Linked DNA regions of Mus musculus: region 2 is linked to region 1. A link is a contact called in public HiChIP or PLAC-seq data. All regions are on one chromosome and are shown on one strand. Each heading gives the region's core, a stretch centred on a gene start, on an enhancer-like site or on the middle of the called end of the contact. The rest is flanking DNA. Distances are from core to core; before and after follow the strand shown.

What was found. HiChIP or PLAC-seq counts read pairs in DNA pulled down with a chosen protein or histone mark.
Region 2: a contact with region 1 is called in an H3K27ac HiChIP or PLAC-seq map of large pre-B cells, with 4 times the contacts expected there. The contact joins two enhancer-like sites. A contact is called at or near these places in 2 of 15 datasets of contacts at CTCF or cohesin (large pre-B cells and stem cell-derived epiblast-like cells), 3 of 484 Hi-C or Micro-C datasets (cerebral cortex, cortical neurons and palatal mesenchyme), 4 of 115 datasets of contacts at active chromatin or transcription factors (astrocytes, embryonic basal ganglia, embryonic forebrain and 1 more) and 1 of 9 other capture datasets (pancreatic islet).

The regions. Positions count from the first base shown.
Region 1 is chr5:35,972,556-35,975,407 of GRCm38.p6, forward strand. It overlaps Afap1 (actin filament associated protein 1), which reads left to right. Exons shown (of 17, transcript NM_027373.2): 10 at 1,833-2,044. Among named protein-coding and RNA genes, the nearest start is that of Afap1, 81 kb to the left of the region's middle. Within about 2 kb of position 1,461, at least 113 of the 459 cell types and tissues checked have an H3K27ac peak or open chromatin away from gene starts, as enhancers often do.
Region 2 is chr5:36,534,217-36,537,068 of GRCm38.p6, forward strand. All of the region lies in intron 3 of Tbc1d14 (TBC1 domain family, member 14), which reads right to left. Among named protein-coding and RNA genes, the nearest start is that of Gm32528, 23 kb to the left of the region's middle. Within about 2 kb of position 1,350, at least 20 of the 459 cell types and tissues checked have an H3K27ac peak or open chromatin away from gene starts, as enhancers often do.

The DNA.
Region 1 (2,852 bases), core at 211-2,710:
ATGCATCTTTTCCCTATCTGGCAGCTTCATGAAGCCCATATGCCCTAGAGTTCAGAGCTTTTTTTGTTTTTAAAGGCAAGGTCATCATGTGTCATACAGATTCATCTTGAACTCATGTCCTGCATCCAACTTCCCGAGTACTGAAAATATATGTTACCACACTGGTTAGTTTTTTGTTTGTTTGTTTGTTTCTGGTTTTGGTTGTTGTTGAGACAGGGTCTTATTATATAGCCCAGGTTGGCTTTGAACTCATGATCTCTCTGAGCCTCCCTGCTGCATGCTGGGCTCACAGGCATGTGCCTCCACTCCCCGTCCAGAGTGGCTCTGTAACAGTGGCTAAAGAGCCCATGCACATGTGATCCATGTCTCCAGAATAGATCAAGTTACTTCAGGCCTTCCTGCCATCCTGTTTGTGGGCGTGCGCTCAGAAAACACTTAGGCTCTGTTGATACAGGTGACGTCTACTCAGAGAGGTCTAGTGCCTGGCTCTCTGCGTGATTGATTGCTGTTGATAGCCTTCAAAACAGTTCTAGTAAGATGTTCGTCTGACTGCGTTTTAAAGCAGGGCTTTCCTTCTTCCTTTTAAAACAGTAATGAATCAGAACAGTCCCATCTATACATTAAAAGCCTTTAAAAAGAATAATATCATTTAGCTGCGGTTTCTCAAGCGAAACCTGCAGCTGTACTGGGAACAATCCCCCTTATCTGTCTTTGATTTTATGTAGGCATCAGGTCTGGCTATGGCCTCTGGTAGGGCACCCCACATCTGAAGATGCCTTCCTTCTCCTTCCTAGATGGCCCTTGAAGAAAAATGTCTAGAAGCTGCCTGAACACAAGAGTCCCCTTTTCTGGTGCTCACAGGCTTCTGTCTTGGTGTCTGTGACATCAGAGATTCTTCGCCTCACGAGGCAAGAGATGCATGTTAGAGTGTTAAGAGTGTGTGGACTCAGGAGGCCCCCAGCCAGAGAAGGACTCACATTTTGCATATGTGGGTACTCACTGGGAATATATCTTGAAGAAAAACTCATCAGAGGTGTGCAAACCTTCATCTGAGCACTGAGGGTCTGAGTACGTATGTGTGCAAGACCTGGAAGAAGCTGAGCGACACCTAGCCTTCTCCACTATCCTCCTTTTTACCCGCTGGCCACCCTTTCCCTGTCTAATCCTTTCTTAGTCTCGGAGAGATGGTGTGCGCACAGTGGGACAGTTGGAGGCCATAGTAGGACAACTGCCACAGATGCCACAGTCAGCTTTCATCTGGGTTAGTCTCTCCAGGAGATGAAACTCTGGCTTCCCCAAGCAGGGATGGGACATAGAGACCAGGAGGAGGCCTTGGGCTGTGGGTGGGGAGCTCATACCAGCCACGTTCCGTCATTTGCTGGAACATATCCAGCGCTGGGGAGTTTACCACTCCCCGGGCCTCCCACTTCCTGGAGAGTTTTCATCTTCTGATACTTTTATTTCTGTCTCCCGTGCTCTGCTTACAGCGTTTGCAGCTGGGTCGTCTTGCATGTGATTTCTCTTCCGTTATGTGCAGGCAGCTGTCAGCCCCTCCTCGCCACCCCATGTCCACTGTCACTGTCTCAAGGCGGTTTCCTGGTTCCCGTGTAGACACCAAGGAGATGAAACTGGTCCTGATACCGTGCAGTGGGTTCTGTCCGGGGAAGAGCCTCCAGGTCCCGTTGAAAGGCAGCTGTGTAATAATGACTCTTATCTCTTTATGAGCATTTAAAACCTGGATGTGAGCGTGTGTTTCGTGCACTCTGTAAAAGACCACAGACAAGGGACGTGGCTTCCTCGGGAGCCTGAGCTGTGGCATCCTCTCCTTGCAGGCTACCTGAATGTGCTCTCTAACAGCCGCTGGCGGGAGCGCTGGTGCAGAGTGAAGGACAGCAAACTCATTCTCCACAAGGACAGGGCTGACCTGAAGACCCACCTCGTCTCCATCCCCCTCCGTGGCTGCGAGGTGATCCCGGGCCTGGATTCTAAGCACCCGTTGACCTTCCGGCTGCTTCGAAACGGACAGGAGGTGGCTGTTCTAGAGGTATGGGCTTCCCTGGGGCTGCTATCCAGAGAGGTGTACACAGATTCTGTCAACAGCATGATTAGGTCTTCTGCAGAAGACCCTAGCTCCCTGTAGGGACTGATTTTGATCCAGCCCCTTCCCTCCCTTGGCTAATTCTGTTTTACGTTGTCTTCAGGGTTTCTCTTTTGGAGAGTCATGGATGATACAGGCTTCCAAGAGCATCATGCATGACAACTTTGCTTGCCACAGCTAAATGCCTAGCTCCAAATAACAGGCCACCTTTTCTCTTCTTTCTTTCTTTCTTTCTTTCTTTCTTTCTTTCTTTCTTTCTTCCTTCCTTCCTTCCTTCCTTCCTTCCTTCCTTCCTTCCTTCCTTCCTTCCTTTCTTTCTTTCTTTCTTTCTTTCTTTCTTTCTTTCTGATTTATTTATTTTTATTTATTTATTATATGTAAGTACACTGTAGCTGTCTTCAGACACTTTTTCTTCTCACTCTGGCCCTGCTTGCTCCCTATAGCTGACTTCTGACACCCCAGAAGAGGGCATCAGATTTCATTATGGATGGTTGTGAGCCATCATGTGGTTGCTGGGATTTGAACTCACCACCTTAACCACCTTAACCGTTAACCGTTGAGCCCACTTTTTCAAAGTGCCTAGGCAGGCAATACCTTGTGGGGGAAAAAAAATCTCCATTAAAATACTTCTTCTAAGCATAGGCTACTCAGGTACATAGGACTGTTTCCTTCGCTTGTCCTTTGGAAAGCTCTCCACATGTTAGGGCCCCTGACACCCTGTGGTAGGGTCTGTGAGGAGCAAGCCTGTGGCTAC
Region 2 (2,852 bases), core at 100-2,599, 560 kb after region 1:
CATACTGTAAGAAACCTCACCATGGACCTGGTCCTTCTCAGTTGCTGTGCCTGTCTTTGTAACATCCTCTACCAAGTGAAAAGTTTTGTTTCTACTTTGCTGAGTTTTTATCAGAAATGAATACTGGATTTTGTCAAATACTGTTTCTGCCTCAACAGGACCACGTGGTTTTCTTTAGGTCATAACACAACTGATGACAGTGGTTGTTTTCACACATCACACCCTCCTTGATTCCTAGGATAAACATGACCTAGTCCTCAGTGTTGGCTTGAACAAGTGTCTGGGGTTCACTCTGCTAATAGTGAGATCTGAGGATCGTGGACACTGGGCTGGGGTCAGTGTCCGGAGCATCAAGGAGCAGTTGGGAAATGTCTTCTTCCTCCTAAATTTGGCAGTGTTTTAAAACAACACACTATCAGTGAAACCATGTGGGCCTGGACAGTATCTGTCTTATCTTTCTCCTTGCCGTGGTCAAATACCCTGACAAAAGCGACATAAGGAGAAAGGGTTTGTTGTGACTCAGTTGCAGAGGGATGGAGGCCACCATGGTGGGGAAAGCACGGAACAAGAGCAGACGACCAGCTAATGACACTGCACTGACACACAGGAAGCACTGAGTGAGTGTGAAATGGAACCCCAGCACCCCAAGGCCCACCTGGGGATCCACTTCCTCCTCAAGGTTCCACAACCTTCCCAAACAGCTCAGCAGCTGTGTCCAAGTCTTCAAACATGTGAGCCCATGGGGATATTGCACATTCAAACCACCACAGTACTGAACTGTAATGTTCCTGTCTTAACATAAAAAGTGCAGGATAAATCTTATATCTTGGACGAGTTTTGGTGATTTCTAATTGCCAAAGAAATAAGACTATTTCATCTGACATGATAAGTTCCTGTAGAGAGTTATTCAAAGAATTCCATTTCCCCTCTCAGTTCTACAGGATCCAGGTGCTACCCCCTTTGCTCATCCCTTTCATTGAAAATGTGTTTCTGGGGCTGGCAAGATGGCTCAGTGGTTAAGAGCACTGACTGTTCTTCCAAAGGTCTTGAGTTCAATTCCCAGCAACCACATGGTGGCTCACAACCATCTGTAATGGGATCCAATGCCCTCTTCTGGTGTGTCTGAAGTCAGCTACAGTGCACTCATATACATTGATAAATCTTTTTTTAAAAATAGAAAGAGAAGAGAAGAGAAGAGAAGAGAAGAGAAGAGAAGAGAAGAGAAAAGAGAAGAGAAGAGTTGTTTCTCTTCCTTGGCAGTTCCGCTAAGGTGGATCAGGACGGGGACATTCAAAGAGCCCAGTCTGCTCTCACACACTCCCCTTTCTAGTTCTAATTTCATTCATATGTCTTTGTATCATTTGTTTCCTTCTGCTTTTTAGAGTCTTAAGATAGAAACCCGGCTTACTGATGTGAGACCTTCCTTCTTTCACTTGAATGTTATATATTTCCTACCCAACCTGCATCTTCCATGCTTTGGTATGTTGTATTTTTACTGTGTCAAAATATTTTCTGAGTTTCCTGTGGCTTGCTCAGTAGTTTGCTACTTATTTAACATCCACATTTAGGGAGAAGTTCTTAATATTTGTTACTGCTTTGTTTCTCTGTGATGAGTAACATATTTTACTTCAGTCCTTTTTCCACTGAAAGTTTCTTTTATGTCCCACACATGATCTGCCTGGGGAGTGCTCCACAAGCACTTGGATTGGCGACCACTGAAGGGTGGAATGTCTCCACAGGTCATTCAGCGCCTCCAGGTCCTGGCTTGCTCTGTCTGCAGCTGGTTCTTCTCATGTGTCTCAGAGCAGAGTGGCATTGACTCTCCATTTGTGAAGTTAACAGGTCCAGTTTTCTGCATCTCTGCTTGGATTTGCTACAGTCACTAGTGCAGAGAAAGCCTTCCGAGCTATCTGGTCTTCATCAGGCAAGAGCCCATTTTATCTCTGGAAACTGGCTTTGAAACCCAGTCCTTACTTTTTCTTTTTTCCTTTTTTTCTTTTTCTTTCTCTTTTCTTTCTTTCTTTCTTCTTTTTTTTTTTTTTTTTTTTTTTTTTTTTTTTGGTTTGTTTTGGTTTGGTTTTTCGAGACAGGGTTTCTCTGTGTAGCCCTGGCTGTCCTGGAACTCACTCTGTAGACCAGGCTGGCCTCGAACTCAGAAATCCACCTGCCTCTGCCTCCCAAGTGCTGGGATCAAAGGCATGCACCCACTGCCCGGCCAGTTCTTACTTTTTATGACATTAATATCTACCTTAAGGGAAGTGCTGAAGACTGAACCCAGGGCTCCATGCACACCAAGCACAAACTACCACTAAACTACACCATCAGCCCTATCTCTTCCTGTCCTATCCTAACATGTGTTCTCTTACATGTTCTGTATTTGAAAAGTTCCATGTAGAAAACAGAATTGGGTTATTTTTTTTCAAGCCTCTTTAACAACACTGGTGTTGGGGCCATCTGTACCTAACATGATATGGTCTGTCTAAGTTTAAGTACCGCCTTACTTGTCATTTGTTCTTTCCCGTTTCCTCTTTTCTGTCTTCATTTTGAGTTTTCTGAATTTTGTAATTCCATCTTAATCTCTCTATCATGCTTTTGGTCATCTTTCTGCAGAGTTCACTGATTGGCCTAGGAGCTGAATGATACGTGCAATTTTCCATGACCTGATTAGAATCAGTATTTTATGACTTCAAGTAGGAACCCACTGCCTTTCCCTGGTACATGATTGTCTAATATGTTACTTCTATATACAGTTAAAGACCCAAGCAATACTAACCTTTACCATTAACCTAACACATTTTTAAAGAACCCACTGAGAACTAACTGCCTATCTGAATTATGCCTTCTGCCCATAT